3 separate regions of the Mus musculus genome follow, and all the other regions are linked to region 1. Evidence: chromatin contacts called from public promoter capture Hi-C data. All regions are on one chromosome and are shown on one strand. The core of a region is the stretch at or near the end of the contact, and the rest is flanking DNA. Distances in the headings are between cores, read along the strand shown.

Evidence for each region. Promoter capture Hi-C pulls out the DNA fragments that hold promoters and counts their contacts.
Region 2: a promoter capture Hi-C map of second pharyngeal arch cranial neural crest shows a contact between it and region 1, with 11 times the contacts expected there. The contact joins the promoter of D11Wsu47e here to the enhancer-like site in region 1. A contact is called at or near these places in 8 of 39 promoter capture datasets (the 3T3-L1 cell line, 3T3-L1-derived adipocytes, cranial neural crest and 4 more) and 2 of 115 datasets of contacts at active chromatin or transcription factors (astrocytes and embryonic hindbrain).
Region 3: a contact with region 1 is called in a promoter capture Hi-C map of second pharyngeal arch cranial neural crest, with 12 times the contacts expected there. The contact joins the promoter of Cog1 here to the enhancer-like site in region 1. A contact is called at or near these places in 8 of 39 promoter capture datasets (the 3T3-L1 cell line, 3T3-L1-derived adipocytes, cranial neural crest and 4 more), 5 of 484 Hi-C or Micro-C datasets (the G1E-ER4 cell line, cerebellum and cerebral cortex) and 1 of 115 datasets of contacts at active chromatin or transcription factors (embryonic forebrain).

The regions. Positions count from the first base shown.
Region 1 is chr11:111,645,098-111,650,113 of GRCm38.p6, forward strand. The region is part of intron 2 of Gm30219 (a long non-coding RNA gene); the gene reads right to left. Among named protein-coding and RNA genes, the nearest start is that of Gm30219, 11 kb to the right of the region's middle. Within about 2 kb of position 3,059, at least 1 of the 459 cell types and tissues checked has an H3K27ac peak or open chromatin away from gene starts, as enhancers often do. A contact at or near this core is called in second pharyngeal arch cranial neural crest, where this site is marked.
Region 2 is chr11:113,681,704-113,686,719 of GRCm38.p6, forward strand. It overlaps D11Wsu47e (DNA segment, Chr 11, Wayne State University 47, expressed), which reads left to right and starts at 2,731. Exons shown (of 5, transcript NM_001361593.1): 1 at 2,731-3,008. Fam104a (family with sequence similarity 104, member A) reads right to left here and starts at 2,448. Exons shown (of 3, transcript NM_138598.5): 1 at 2,159-2,448. The coding sequence starts at 2,382.
Region 3 is chr11:113,647,532-113,652,547 of GRCm38.p6, forward strand. It overlaps Cog1 (component of oligomeric golgi complex 1), which reads left to right and starts at 1,998. Exons shown (of 14, transcript NM_013581.3): 1 at 1,998-2,344; 2 at 4,314-4,555; 3 at 4,694-4,875; 4 at 5,011-5,016. The coding sequence starts at 2,030. It also overlaps a transcript of Slc39a11 not described here.

The DNA.
Region 1 (5,016 bases), core at 1,809-4,308:
CTCCCATGGAGGCTGTCAGCCTTTCCTTCCTCCTGTGTCTTAAAATTTAAAGAGCCCCTGGGAATTTCTTTCCATGAGATGATGGCTAATCTGTTGTCAACTGACACAGCTTAGAAGAAGGAGCCTCAGTTGAAAAATTGCCTCTACCAGAAGATTCCATGGACACTTTGATGGGGGCATTTTATCTTTTGTAAATAGGTGTGTGAGGATGAAGCCCACCGTTGGCAGAGCCATCTACAGGCAGATGGGCCTGAGCTGAATAAGAAACATAATTAACCAACCAGAAAGCACTGTTCCTCCATGGTCTCTGCTTTAGTTCCTGCCCTTAGGTGTCTGCTTGAATCCATGCCCTGGCTTCCTTTCATGAAGCACTGTAAACTGCAAGCTGAAATAAACATCTTTGATCCCAAAGTTGCTCTTGATTGGAATATTTTACTATAGCAAAAGAAGGCAAACAAGAACACACAGCCCTGCAAGGTAAGCTTATCGACATGCATGGTACAGTCACTGTGAACCTATGCGAACAGGATGCTCCATTTTTCCTACCAGTGCTATGAGTGCCTGATGCTCTTCTGCTCTTCTGTTCATTTGTTCAGTCAAAGGGAAAATTTTAAAGATGAGGACAAACAGGATCAAACCAAGTTCTATCCCTTTTCTGACCTCACTGGCTTTACAGGGCAATATATAGCACATGTTTATTTGGAGCTGAGATGAAAGGATGGACCATGTAGAGACTGCCATATCCAGGGATCCACCCCATAATCAGCATCCAAACGCTGACACCATTGCATACACTAGCAAGATTTTATTGAAAGGACCCAGATGTAGCTGTCTCTTGTGAGACTATGCCGGGGCCTAGCAAACACAGAAGTGGATGCTCACAGTCAGCTAATGGATGGATCATAGGGCTCCCAATGGAGGAGCTAGAGAAAGTAGCCAAGGAGCTAAAGGGATCTGCAACCCTATAGGTGGAACAACATTATGAACTAACCAGTACCCCGGAGCTCTTGACTCTAGCTGCATATATATCAAAAGATGGCCTAGTCGGCCATCACTGGAAAGAGAGGCCCATTGGACTTGCAAACTTTATATGCCCCAGTACAGGGGAACACCAGGGCCAAAAAGGGGGAGTGGGTGGGCAGGGGAGTGGGGGTGGGTGGATATGGGGGACTTTTGGTATAGCATTGGAAATGTAAATGAGCTAAATACCTAATAAAAAATGGAAAAAAATTGCTTTAAGTGGTAACCTATTTTTCATTTGTTTGTCTGTAATGTTAAGGGCCACTCACGTTATTTAAATCTAATGAAATCAACGGATAAGTACTGTGACTTTATAAAAATTACGGTTAGTGAAGGTTCCTGAGATATCATCAGATTTATTTAGGTAAATAAAATAAGCCAAATAATAGCAGCCAATAGGGAGAACGTTGCAGATTATTATCTTCTAAATAAAATATGGCCATGGAATCCATGCGATCACAGTGACTATGTATTATAGCACTGGGTCCAGTTAAGCCCTTCCAGGGTCAGAGACCTATGGGGCCCTACCACATTCTTTAGATCTGCTAGTGAACAACAAATTCTAGGAGAGGGAATAGCACAGCACCAAGTCATGCGAGGACTAGTGACCCATTAGGCACTTACAAGAAGATTCCAACATGGGATCATACAAGACTGCCTCGACTATTGATTCTGCAACAAAGTTCTAAACAAAACCAAAGCTAAACAAGCAAACACACTGGAGAGAGATATTTGTAGGGAAGGGAGGATGATGGGAGCAGGAGGCAAATGGGAAAGAGTGGGAGGGAGATTGTACAAAATATGCAGTGTACATCTTTGAAAGTGTAGAAAAACTAAATTTAGTAGAGGAAGGAATAGATTTGTCTGTGAGCGCCTCAGGTTGCCTGTAGATGGTATAAAATATTACAATCAGATGTGTTAAACAATGAAGCCCTGTTCAATTGCTTTGGGAGGTCTATAAGCAGAATATCTCTCTTTGAGGGCTGGGGACTGCCAGCACGGCTGCCATGGGGGTCTCAGTTCAACTCCCATCAGTGAAACAAAAAAGAAAAAAATAGGAAGAAAAAGCAGAACAATTACTCGACACACAAACAAATGAAAAGAACCCAGTCACTAGGGCTTCCGAGATCCTAACCAAACTAGATGTCACCTGCCTGTTCTGTGTTCAGTATGGCCCAGCGACACTGAGCCTTTGAATCTCATTGGCTGGCATGCTTATTCGGTATCTCATGCTTTGCTCTTGTTTATTACCACTCACATCTCAAAGCAAATGTCACTTATTCATCATATAGTCACATGTGTCTCTATAGATATTCATTATATAGACATATATGATCACTGCCTGTCGATCACTCCAGTTTACATGATCCCATTCCTCTCATTTATTTCATTCACTAACATCTGACATTATTTGTTTTATTTATACTAATTGGTCTAATGTAAAAGACAAAGATGAGATATCTCAAGCTATTAGAATCCTTAGAGTTTGAGGCTATTAAACCCTTGGTGCCTATAACTAACCACAGTGTACATTGAATAAAGTAGATTTCTAAATGAGCATCAATTCTTTTTTGTCTCTATGCCGCTAGAGAAAAAAATACATGCTAAAATTTAGTACAGGATACTTAGATAGTGTCTATAGCATGTGATTTCGTTCCAAGTTATATTCAGAGTCAGCCGCACGTCATCAATGATTTTGGCTAAATGGAAGTTGAAAAAGTAGAAAAATTTGTTTTTAGCACCTAATTTGAATTTGAAGGGAAGAAAGCACCATGCTGTGAACGGTCCCTCATCATTTCGTTGAAACTGATCTGATGTGGATTTAAGGTACATTAAAGGGGTTTGGAATTGAAGACAAGGGCCTGTAAAGATAATATATTATTCCAGCCTTCACTGCTTCCCTAAAAATTGAAATTGTGTTCCCCGCCATCCTCCTCTGGGAAGGACGGCTTACACCAGCCAGGCTTGCCTGCATTTGATTGTTCAGCTGTATATCAACCAGTGTGGGTTCAGCAGAGGTCTCCGCCATAACCCTCCAGGAACCCAAACCACCCAAACATCGTACGACAGGGATCAGGCTTCGGTTTAAGCGCTGCTCCCGACACACACGTGTGTTCCAGTCATTTAGGAAGGTGTGATTAAAAACCATTATGTGCCCTAACAGATGTGACCTTAAAGAATCTACTATGGTTTAAAAAAAAAAAAATAAAAAGGGGCACAAAGTATTGCATAGCAATAGTGGTTAGACTAACACCAGGAAAGTATTATAGGAGCTGAACCACACTGAACAACTTTCATTGATTACTACCTTCTGTTTCAAGAAAAATACCACGATGTTTAAGAATGAGATGCAATGTTCTTATCCCAGCCCCCTCTTCCCATCGCCCTAACTCTCATGGTTCTAATGAGGAAGAAATTGAACCCCACGGATGGTAGATTTTAAATCTTCTTCACTGAAGAGGAATTATTGGATTGCTACCATCTTCGTCTCTCTAGTCAAAGATAATTCAACCCATGTGCTATGAACATACAAAACAAACAAAATAAAACCATGGAGACCATTTAGAAAATGAAATCTCCTTGTTTTCAAATCTCCGATACACGCTAAAAGTCTGTTTAGTGATCTTAAGAAGTGAGTTAGTTATTTTGTTTTTCACCACATCAGTTCTGCTCTCGGGCACCCCTACTAATTCTCAGAATTCATGTAAGCATATCATAGTTTGTACATCTAATATCCCAACTGTACATTTATAAATCCCAACTACCATGTCAACAATGGTATTATACTGCAATGTACATGGTCAATGCAACAGCTCTGTATGTCTGAATCAACAATCTGTGCTGTTCATAAAGTTGGGCAGGATTTTCTGCTCATCTCACCAAGAATATTTTTTTGCATTCTTGATTTTATGTCATAGCTTTATGTCATTTATTTTTATTATTTTGTGTGTTTGTTTCTTTGTTTGTTTTGTCATGGAAAGGTATACCACAATATGTGTGGAGGTCAAAGAATATCTTGCGGGAATCTATTTTTCCTTCCCATCAGATGGGTCCTGGGGATTGGCCTCAGGATCAGAAGCCTATACAATGAGTACTTTTAGCCACTGAGTCATCTAGTCAACTGTCTAAGCCATTCTTTGAGTCTTGTACAAAAAAAAAAATAAAGTCTGTCAGCTTAAAACTGTGACTACTCAATGTACAGTCTGTAATGCCAGGTGTAAAATACTGAAAAATTATATGGGGGAAATGAGTCAGAGAGAAAGAACCATTGCTGTGTGAACACGAAGAACTGAGTTCAAATCCAGGCTCACAACTTTAAATAGCAGGCACGACTCAGAACATCTGTAAACCAAGGGCTCTGGTGAAGAGCAGAGACTAGAAGACCTCTGGGGGTTGATTGCTACCAGCCTAGCTACAAGTTCAGTGAGCTTCCTTATCTCAAGGGAAGAAAGGTATGATAGAGAAAGAATGTTAGATAACTTCTAGTCTTAGCATGCAGACACTCAACATATAAACACTTATAGACATAAGTGCATATCACACACATACACATGAACACACACATTCAAAACATATACATACACTATGTGTATATATAACAAATGCTTTAAAAAGTAAGTCAATTAGTTATATGATTGATTCATTTTAATAATGTTTGTTCTATTGAGACCAGAACATTCCTCCATTATCAAGTTGAAAAGACACCTGTGTTTTTAAACTTTAATATTATTTATATTTGATGTGCTTTCATGGTATTTATACATTTTTCAGTGATAGTATTATATAAAATTGTTTAACATTGGAAAAGATAGCTATAATTCTCTTATGTGGTAAAAACAGAAGCTTTAAGAGAACTAAACATATTATAGTTAATGTCTTACTATTCTTGCAATGTTTCGTTAAACTATTAACAGTTTAAAGAAACAGTCAAGTAGAAAGTAATTTATAATAAAATATGTTTAAAGTTAAAAAAATGTATTTATTTGGTTTCAATCG
Region 2 (5,016 bases), core at 1,481-3,980, 2.0 Mb after region 1:
ACTGGCTATACAAAACAAGTTAGCCATGAACTCGGATCCTCTGCCTCTTGAGGGCTGGGGTTAAAGACAAGCACAATCATAGTCCATCTCAAATGCTTCTTACTATAGGTGTCTCTCTCCCAATTCATATGTAGACGCTAAGGATCTGTGATAAGGCATACTTCCTTACCATACAACCACCCTTCTACAGTGTTCTCAGTCTACTGAGAAAGTCTGACACCAGAGGGGGCCAAGCTAGCTCATGGGTGATGAGAAAGAATAAAAAAATAAATAAATAAAAATTAGGCAAGAAAGGTCTGTCCTTGATAACTGGTTTTTAAAGAAGTCACCAGAAAGAGGGGGAAAAAAAGTCACCAAAATATATAAACACACTAAGATTTCTATAAGTATATTAGATAAAAAGAATCTGTAATCAGCACAAACTTACACTACTTGTCTGCAGCACTAGATTTAAAAAAATCTGTTAGTGACAGAAAATGCTGAGGGCTGTCACATGAGGGAGACATTCCAAAAGAATCTAAAAGATGGCAGTCAGCTCAGGCTTGCTGCATCTAAAGGTCACAGCCCTAACTCTAATGGTGTGACTGTAACTGGTCCATAATTCCAACTTGACCTAATTTGAACCTTCCAATGATTTCTAATAACTGGCAAGATTATGGCTTCATTCTATCTGTACAATCAGTAAGATTAAACCTTTTGGAGTACATTAATGCCATGGACCAGATTATAATTCTGGCAAGCACCTTCTAATTTCCAATTTAGTTTGATCATTTTTTTTTTGACACAAGTACAGGCTTTCTACTACAATTACTATAGAACCAAAATCAGTCACTCAATTCAGTCTAGGGACCTTAAAATTCTCACCACTGGATCAAGTCATCTCAGAATGTTGGGGAACCCCAGTCCCATGAAATAACTGTTTCAGGGAGAAGCCTTGCAAAACAATGATTACATTCATAACCAAAGAATGCAAGGAACAAGACTCAGGGCTGAGGAGATGGCCCAGCCACGGAAGACCCCTGTTAGTCCTACAGAGGACTGGGGTTTTGTTCCCAGCCCTCCTCTGAGTCTACGTTGACACTAGACACGCACGTCGTGATGTACATACATATACACAGGCAAACCACTCATACACATAAAATAAAATAAGTAAAATCATTTATGAGAGAAAATAAAAAAGCAAGCCTACGATCCACCTTCTTTAAGCCTGAGACGACTACGGAATAAAGAGCCGCGAGCCTGAATAGACTTAGATAAATAAATGAGTCTCTCTAAATCCGTTCTCTGTTCTCCACCAGAGAAATGAAAAAGTACAACTTAGCGTAGATGTAGATAGATCGTCAAGCATCTTATTAGGAGACTTTCCAGTAAGAAATAAAGCCAGCCTTCTTCATTCTGAGGTAAGGCGTCCCAACTTACTTCTTCCCAGACGGAAAATAAGGAGAAAAGAAACTTCATCTGGATCGGGCCTAAAGCCCCGAGGGGCCGCCCGCCTAGTGAGGGTTGAGAGTAACTCGTGGTGTTAGCCACCTCCCTGCTCCCAGCCAACTGGCCCCTCATCCAAACTGTTTAGAATCCTGCCTGCTAATGCTACAACCGAGAGTGGGTCACCACCCACCCGGGTCCATCAGATGAGGGAGGGCACAGCGCTGCGGTCTGCCCTAAGCCCTCCCAGCTGCAGGGGTTAAGCCCAACCCCCGCCTTTCTCCTGACCTTGGGGCGCCAGCAGCTCCCCGCCCCCGAAGCATCCCGTCCCCTCTCCGAGGCGCCTCGCTCGAAGGGAGCCATCTCTTCCAGATCGGCCATCCCTCCCATCCCCCTACCACCACCGCCCGCCTCAATTTAGGAAGGACCACACCGTCCGTCTCGTCGGGCCGAACAAACCTCATTCCGAAGCGGAAAGGGCAGAAGACGAAGAAAACAAGGAAAAGACGGAGAAGGGGCAGCCCTGGATTCCAGAGCGTCGCCTCCCTGGCTGCCCACGGGGTCCAAGTGTCAGAGGCGGCGCCACCTTCTCCCCTCCGCCTCCTCCGACCGCAGAGCAGCGCAGCCCAGAGCCTCGCACCACCACCCCGCCGGCTCCGTCCGCCCCTCGGCTCCAGAGCGCACATCCTCGGCCGAGGGGCCGCGGAGAAAGCGGGTTCCCCCCTTCCCTCACCTGGGGCGGAGGCGCTCGCTCATGGCAGCTGGTGAAGGCGAGCGACGCGGCGCCGCCCCGCGCCGACAGCGAACAGTCGGAGCTGTGTCCCGGCGCCCGCCACGCCCACCCGCACGGGTCTGAGCTCTGACCGCCGCCGCGCGGGTGGTTGCTGCGGGCGCTGAGTCCCCCTCGGGCCGACCCGGACCACAGCCACTTCCGGTGTCGCCTCCGCGCCTCCCCATGTCGCAGGCGCCGTGGTACTGTCCTCCTGCGGCTGCGCGGAGGCGGGACGCCGGCCGCGCTTTCCCATCACCGCGCACGCAGGAAGAGGCGGGTCCCAGAGGGAAGACTGACCGGGAACTTCCAGGACCCCCGTTTAGGTGTCCGGGGCAGCCGCCTGTTCAAAAACAAAACAGGACACGACGTAAAAGTCAAGCCAGATTTTAGATAAATTACATTATTTGACGATCATTGATACTTGTCTCTGCGTTAAGCCTCTCTAAGGTGAAAATTTTAAAAAGAACCAGACGAGCTCCATCAGGCACAGACGCGGACGGCCACAGGCTCAGGGGTCCTCTGGTTGGGAAGGTGTTGGTGGGCTCCGGGTTCTAAGAGTGTGCGGCGTGGAACTTCGCGTCTCCGAACGGTGCGGAGCCCGTTCCATGGAGTAGCTAAGGGCTGGGCTATTTTTCCGCGACCTTTGTTGCAGGTCAAGAGAGGAGTGCGGAACAGGCGAACGGGATAACGGAGTTCCGTACCGGGAAGGGCCACGCCCACCTGCTGGAAGAGGCCGGACCGAGAGGTGTGGGGGAGACCGGCAGGCGTGGGAACGCGGCGGTGTGGACGGAGCTGCCTCGCGGCTGGCGAGGTGAGCTTGATCAGTGGCGAATCGCGAGGTCCCTGCCCGCCGTGAGTTGCGCACACCTGTCATCCCCATTCTTGGGAGGAGAAGCTGCAAGACCAGGAGGTCAGAATCATCCTCGACTGTGTAACAAGTTCGAAGCCAGCCTGGGCTACTTGAGACCTTGTCTCCCATGTGATCTCACCACCACCACCAGAATACGTGTACTCTAAGACTTGGGGAAGTCTTAACTTTGGTTGTCAGACGCATTCCCTTTTCTCTGTCAGGAGCATAATCCAGTTCTTTGTCTAGGACTCAGTACTATCAGCTCCCCACCTTACACAAACTGATATTCAGAGTTTCTGCCAAACGTGAACAGTGATCCATAAGCATGGGGGTCTTTAGGAGAGTCGACAAGAGGTCAGGCAGGAAAACGAAACCCCTGTTAAAGTGTAGGGTGTAGAGTCTGGCGTAGTAATGCACGCCTTTTAATCCCACTACTCAGGAGGCAGAGCAAGCTGATCTATGTGAGTTCAAGGCCATCCTGGTCTACCTAGTGAGAGTTCCAGGGAAGACAAGGCTACCAGGTAAGACCCCATCATCTCAAAAAAGTCTACCGTTAAAACTGGAAAGTCCAACCGGGCGGCGGTGGCGCGCGCCTTTAATCCCAACACTTGGGAGGCAGAGGCAGGCGGATTTCTGAGGTCAAGGCCAGCCTGGTCTACGGAGTGAGTTCCAGGACAGCCAGGGCTACACAGAGAAACCCTGTCTCCAAAACAAAACAAACAAAAAAACTGGAAAGCCCATGTATTGTCTTTGTCGTGTGCCCTTCAGTGCGGCAGTGCATTCTCACTAACAGAAGACTTATGGTGCACTCGGTGGGAAACAGTTTGGGTGTGCCTTTTATGAACGATAAAGTAATGGTTGCTTTAAACAAATGGATTTTTATCTTGTAAAGTGGTTTCAGACTCAGGGTTTGGGGGGTTTGTTTGTTTTTTATTTTTTTTAATCTATTTACTGGCCAGGAGGTATTTTCAGTCACGGTATTAAATAGTTATAGTAAACATGTTTATTCGTTCAACAAATGTCACATACCAGCGTCAGTGGTAGAGGTGTGTCTGCGTGGGCATTGATGGAGAGACAATCTCCCTGTGTAGTCCAGGCTGCCATTAAACCACCTTAGCTTCCTCAGAGCATTCAGGGGTACACAATATGCTTTGTGGTAGTAGATTTTGAGAATGGAGTCATCCCCAGGAGAGATGGTTCCTGGCCTTTGGAATTTTAAAGATGTAGTAATAGCTCACAGGCGAGCTTTGTAATTCAACCCTCTCCTTTCCCAACTCCAGAGAATAACAAGAGATAGATATAGTGTGTAATGTACTTTTTTTTTTTTTTGGTTTTTTTTGGGGGGTTTTTTGAAACAGGGTTCTGTCCTGGAACTCACTCTGTAGACCAGGCTGGCCTCGAACTCAGAAATCCTCCTATGATTATATATCCATATACATATGAATAATCAATTATATTACAATTTATAACTTAAAAATGGAGATCATACCCATCTGTTTATTGGTTTTGTTTTGTTTTGTTTTGTCTTTTTGAGACAGGGTTTCTCTGTATAGCCCTGGCTGTCCTGGAACTCACTCTGTAGACCAGGCTGGCCTCGAACTCAGAAATCCGCCTGCCTCTGCCTCCTGAGTGCTGCGATTAAAGGCGTGCACCACCACGCCCGGCTCATTGTTATTTGTGTGTGTGTGTGTGTGTGTGTGTGTTGCTATATTAATCTGAGCAGAGATTCAGATTCATTTCTCCTGAATGAGGGGAAACCCTCCTTTATTTATTTATTTATTTAGGAGACAGGATCTCATAAATCTCAGGCTAGTCTACTGACCTGGCCATCCTGTCTCTACTTCAGGGTGCTGGAATTGTGAATGTCTACCATACCACAGTATCGGGTTTTATGCAGTGCTGGGGATGGAACCCAGGTCTTCGTGCTTGCCAGGTCGACTGAGCCACATCCCCAGCTGATAAGAGTTCT
Region 3 (5,016 bases), core at 748-3,247, 2.0 Mb after region 1:
CCAAAGGCCTGGGGAGCTTTCCCAGTGCCCAGGCTGAGAAGACATCTGGAAACAGCCCCGAGCAGCAGTTCTTCTGCAGGCAGAGAGGCAACCGTAGCATCTTCAGGCAGGTCTGATGAACTCAGCCAAGGAAACAGCACAAAAGACGGAAAAGCAAATGCCGGTCTCAAAACACATTGGGCAGAGTGGCCTTTGCCAAAGCCATCATACAAGAAGCCCCTAGTCCCACATGGAACTGATCATAGCCTATCGTGTTCCCCTCAGTGTAGGAAAGGTGTTAGCTTACTAACTCTTGGGGAACTGGAAGCTTGAGGAATAAGTGTTAGGCTCCCAGGGCAAGCTACAGACCACGGTTCTGATTTTCAGAGAAAATGGATGTATTGATAACACAGTGAGCTGCTGGGCAGGATGTGCAACTAAGCTGAAGAGACAGGAGCAAAGAGAGGGCGAACATTCCTAATCCAAGGTATACCACAGGGTGATCCAACCTGCAGATACCCATCACCAGCGCTGGCACCTGAAACTACAGCTGCAGCCACTGTCCCTGCCAGTCCTGCACACTAGGTGTTGTGGGTGAGACCTAGCCTCTACAAGGCTGAAATCCCTGCACCAGGGCATCGCTGCCTTCAAAGGCCCAAGAAGGTCTTGTGGACCAGTCCCAGGCCCCAGGCTGGCACAGTAGGTGCAAGAAGTCCTGGGGAAAGTTTCTGCCTGACAGAGAAGCGCTTCCAAACACGGAAGACAGATTCTGCAGGCTCAGAAGCAAAACAGCACCAAAGCAGCCGGTAGCGCGGGACTATAGAAAGGACTGCACGTCACCGCTGCGCCACCAGGGGGCGCGCTGTGCTGGGGGAACTCTGACGCGTAGGCGGTATCTCAAGCCAAGTGGCTTGAGTTCTGAGTTAACCCCCTTCCCCGAGGTAAGTAAAATTCCCTGGGCTTCAGTTGTGCATAGAGCAGGGACTCTTCTTGCTGGAATGTCGTAAGTAAACCCCCTTATTTAGATATCAATCTATTGCTGTGACATTTGCCTCGAAGTAGTGGCAGTGGTGAACGGGAGAGAAAACCCAGAGGCTGTCTGTGGTACAGGGCTGCTGAACACACAATACTGTTTTCTCTGTGTTAACATAGGAAAGAATTCTTCAGCAAACTTTTCCAAAACGAAGGGCCCTGAACGGACTTATGAACAGCAAGCCAGAACGTCCAGGTTTTCTTACTGGGTCAATCTCAGGATGTCCAATCCTCTGGCATCATGGACTCCCCATCGTTCTCCACCACAGGAGGCCTGTAACAGGGAAACCCATTTTGTGGCCACTAAACAATATTTAAATAAAATAGAAGACCCAGGTAACAAGGTGGACCACAGCCGTCACTCAGATCTCCAGCTGCCAAGTCCTAAGGGAAGAGTCCCAAGGCCCAGTCCTGGTTGCTGTGATGGTCTATCGAAGGCAAAAGCGTGCATGCATGTAAGACCGACAGCAACACGACCATACGTGCATCTTTACCATAATGAACCCCACGGTGAAGCTCTTCCCTCCCCAGGAAAGGGTTTGGGTGCGACGCAAGGGGCTCCGGGCCACTAAGACTTTGACCACCAAGTACAACCTTAACTATTTCGCTTCTCTAAGGAAACGAGCGCTCAGGGTAGGCGAGATGGCACAGCAGGCAAAGGCGATTGCCGCCAAAGCCGATAAAATTCCATCTAAAATTCTATACTGAGATCCTCATGGCAGGAGTGAGCCTCCTGCAACTTATGACCTCCGCGCGCATCTGTTTCTGTCGCACGTACTCCACCTACATAGGGTGAGAATGGGGAGGAAGAGGGAAGGAAGGAAGAGTGAAGGAGAGAGAAGGGAGATTGTAACAGTAAAAAATAAGCTCTGGAGAGCAGCACTGCCACCGAGGCTCAGTCCCTGGGACCACCGAGGCTCCCGACCTGGCGGAAGCACTTCCGCCCCCATCCATGATGGCGGGAGGGCGGGGCGGGGCTGGCAGGCGGAAGCGGCCGGCGGATCCCTGGCTTAGCACCATGGCGGCCGCGACCGCCTCCTCCGCGCTCAAGCGGCTGGATCTGCGCGATCCCAACGCGCTCTTCGAGACTCATGGAGCGGAGGAGATCCGCGGGCTGGAGCGCCAGGTCCGAGCCGAGATCGAACACAAGAAGGAGGAGCTGCGGCAGATGGTGGGCGAGCGGTACCGCGACCTGATCGAGGCGGCGGACACCATCGGCCAGATGCGCCGCTGCGCCGAGGGCCTGGTGGACGCCGTGCAGGCCACCGATCAATACTGCGCCCGCCTCCGCCAGGCCGGCTCCGTGGCGCCCCGGGTCCCACGGGCCCCGCAGGTCAGTCCGGGATCCGAACCCGCCACGTCCCTCCGCCCCCGCCGCCCGGCGGACCCCACCCCTCACCTTCCGCCGGAGGAGCCCGCCCCTCGCCGCCGCGGGCTACCGGGAGGCGTCTGCGGGCCTTCCTCGGGACGCTGGTCCGCTGCCGAAAAGCCAGCCGGCCTTTTGCTCCGGGAGCCTTCCCGGACTTCCGGACGATTCCCTCGCCTCCCGTGGGTTCGCTGCGCTCTCCTTCCCTTTTAACTGAAAACGCCAGGGGTCTCTCGACTGTCAGATCTCTCCCGTTAGCTCACACCTTCCTGTCAAAGTCATTCATTCATTCCCCATCCCACCCTGAGCCCGACCGAGCCTGGAGAATTGGGGGAGGGTAGCCTCAGCCGTCAGACCCTCCCCCTTTTAATAGGTGAGCAGTTTCATTTCAGGCTGGTTTAAAAAACTCAGGGTATCCTGATGTCCTCCCATGAAACGTTTAAGACCCGATGCGGATCGAATTCTGACATTGGGTGTTGGCTTAGGAATGAGCAGAGGGCGCCGAGGGTAAATAGTTTTTAACCTAGGAGAACTTACTGTAACAGAAGAAGAAATTACAAAAGCACACTAGCCCACATGTGGAGCCAGCTTTCTTGCGCTACTTAGGTGTCAGAAAATCCAAGCCAAAAAAACTAGGGCAGTATAATGAACGTGGGCAAAGAAGGTTGGAACTTTGTCAGCCTGTCACTCCCTAAGCTACACATTAAGTACAGCCCCCTTCCCAAATGGACAGACTTAGCTGGCTAGCTTCAACTATGTAAGCCCAGTCTTAGAAATGGATTGATTTTCATGGTTATGGCTGGTGCATTTCTGGGGGAATGCCCTCTCCGTTCAAATCATAAACAGGAGCCTCCCAAGATGTTCTTGAAGTTTACATTCTAATTAAAGAAAGAAATTCTTGGGAAATTGAATTTTTAAAATATGAATAATTTAGAATGGCAGTAGAAAATAGTTTAGCATAAAGGTGATTAATCGCCACATGTCCATTTAATGTAATAGTTCGGAAGGAAGGAGTGAGTTAGGTGTGGCTCCTCCCCAGTAAGGACAACTGAGATTTGGAACATTGACGTCTCTGGCCAGCTATGCTGCTGTAACAAAAGATTTAACACTGGATAGTTCATAAAGAGTAGACATTCATTTTCCCTCAGGAATAGGCCTGGGAAGTCCGAGATCAAACTGTTAGCATCTGACGTCCGTTGCAGGCCTGCTTGCCTCCCATAGCAGATGGGGAGGAACACAAAAGAGCCAGAGTTAGTTCCCCTCCTTTACCGGCACCCCACACACCACTACTGAAGACGGACTCGAGGTGAGAGGGCAGATGAGAGGCCTGAAGTCTCAGCCAGATGAAGATCTGGTGCAGGGGTGGTAAAGAACAGTCAACGAGAAATGTTTGGTGACCTTAAAGAGAAAGGAGAGGAAGGAGGAAGCTTGTAGGAAGTCTCCCTTCCACCCACCGATAACCAGATGGCGAGATGCCCCGCCCTCCTACCAATAACCAGATGGCGAGATGCCCCGCCCTCCTACCAATAACCAGATGGTGAGATGCCCCGCCCTCCTACCAATAACCAGATGGCGAGATGCCCCGCCCTCCTACCAATAACCAGATGGTGAGATGCCATTTGGTCGGACATAAGTGCCCTGCAAGCTGAGTGGTACTGAGTGTGGCTTTATGAAAACGTCAGATTTTGTTTTCGTTTTAAAGACAGGGTTTCTCTGTGCTGTCCTGGCTAGCCTGGAACTCACTATGTTGACCAGGCTGGTGTCTAACTCACAAGAGATCCGCCCACCACTGCCCCTTGGGTGCTGGGATCAAAGGTGTGCGATACCACACACGGAAAAGCTTGAGATCTTAAAGCATTCCCCAGCTTCTCCCCCAGGCCTGTGTAAACGGAGCTGTGCTTTTTATTTGCTCTTCTGACGGTCTACTGCCCTTCAGCCACAGCCGCCGTCCGAGAAGTTCTACAGCATGGCCGCCCAGATTAAGCTGCTGCTGGAGATCCCGGAGAAGATCTGGAGCGCCATGGAAGCCTCGCAGCACCTCCAGGCCACACAGCTCTACCTGCTCTGCTGCCACCTGCATAGCCTGCTGCAGCTGGACTCCTCTAACTCCAGATACAGCCCCATCCTCTCGAGATTTCCAATCCTCATCCGCCAGGTGGCAGCAGCCAGCCACTTCCGGTGAGTTTGGTAGCCCCCACCCTAGCTCACTGAGCCCCTACAAGTGTCACAGGGGTCTGTCCGTTTTTCTCCTTATACACTGAGCCACTTCACCCCAGATGTTAGCTACTCCATGTTGATCTTTGTGAGTCTTTCTAGGTCAACTATTTTGCACGAAAGCAAGATGCTGCTCAAATGCCAGGCTGTGTCGGACCAGGCTGTGGCCGAAGCCCTCTGCTCCATAATGCTCTTGGAGGAGAGCTCTCCGCGCCAAGCCCTCACAGACTTCCTGCTGGCCAGAAAGGCGACTATTCAGACGCTCCTGAACCAGTCTCATCACGGTGGGTGTGTTTCTCTCTAAAATGGGATTCCTCTACAGGGAATGGAGCAGTGTGTACCAGGGGAGCCTGAGGCAGCGTTCCGTGCTCATCCTTGCTAAAGGGAACTGGTTACAAGAGGGTGCGTTCTTCTTACAGGTGCTG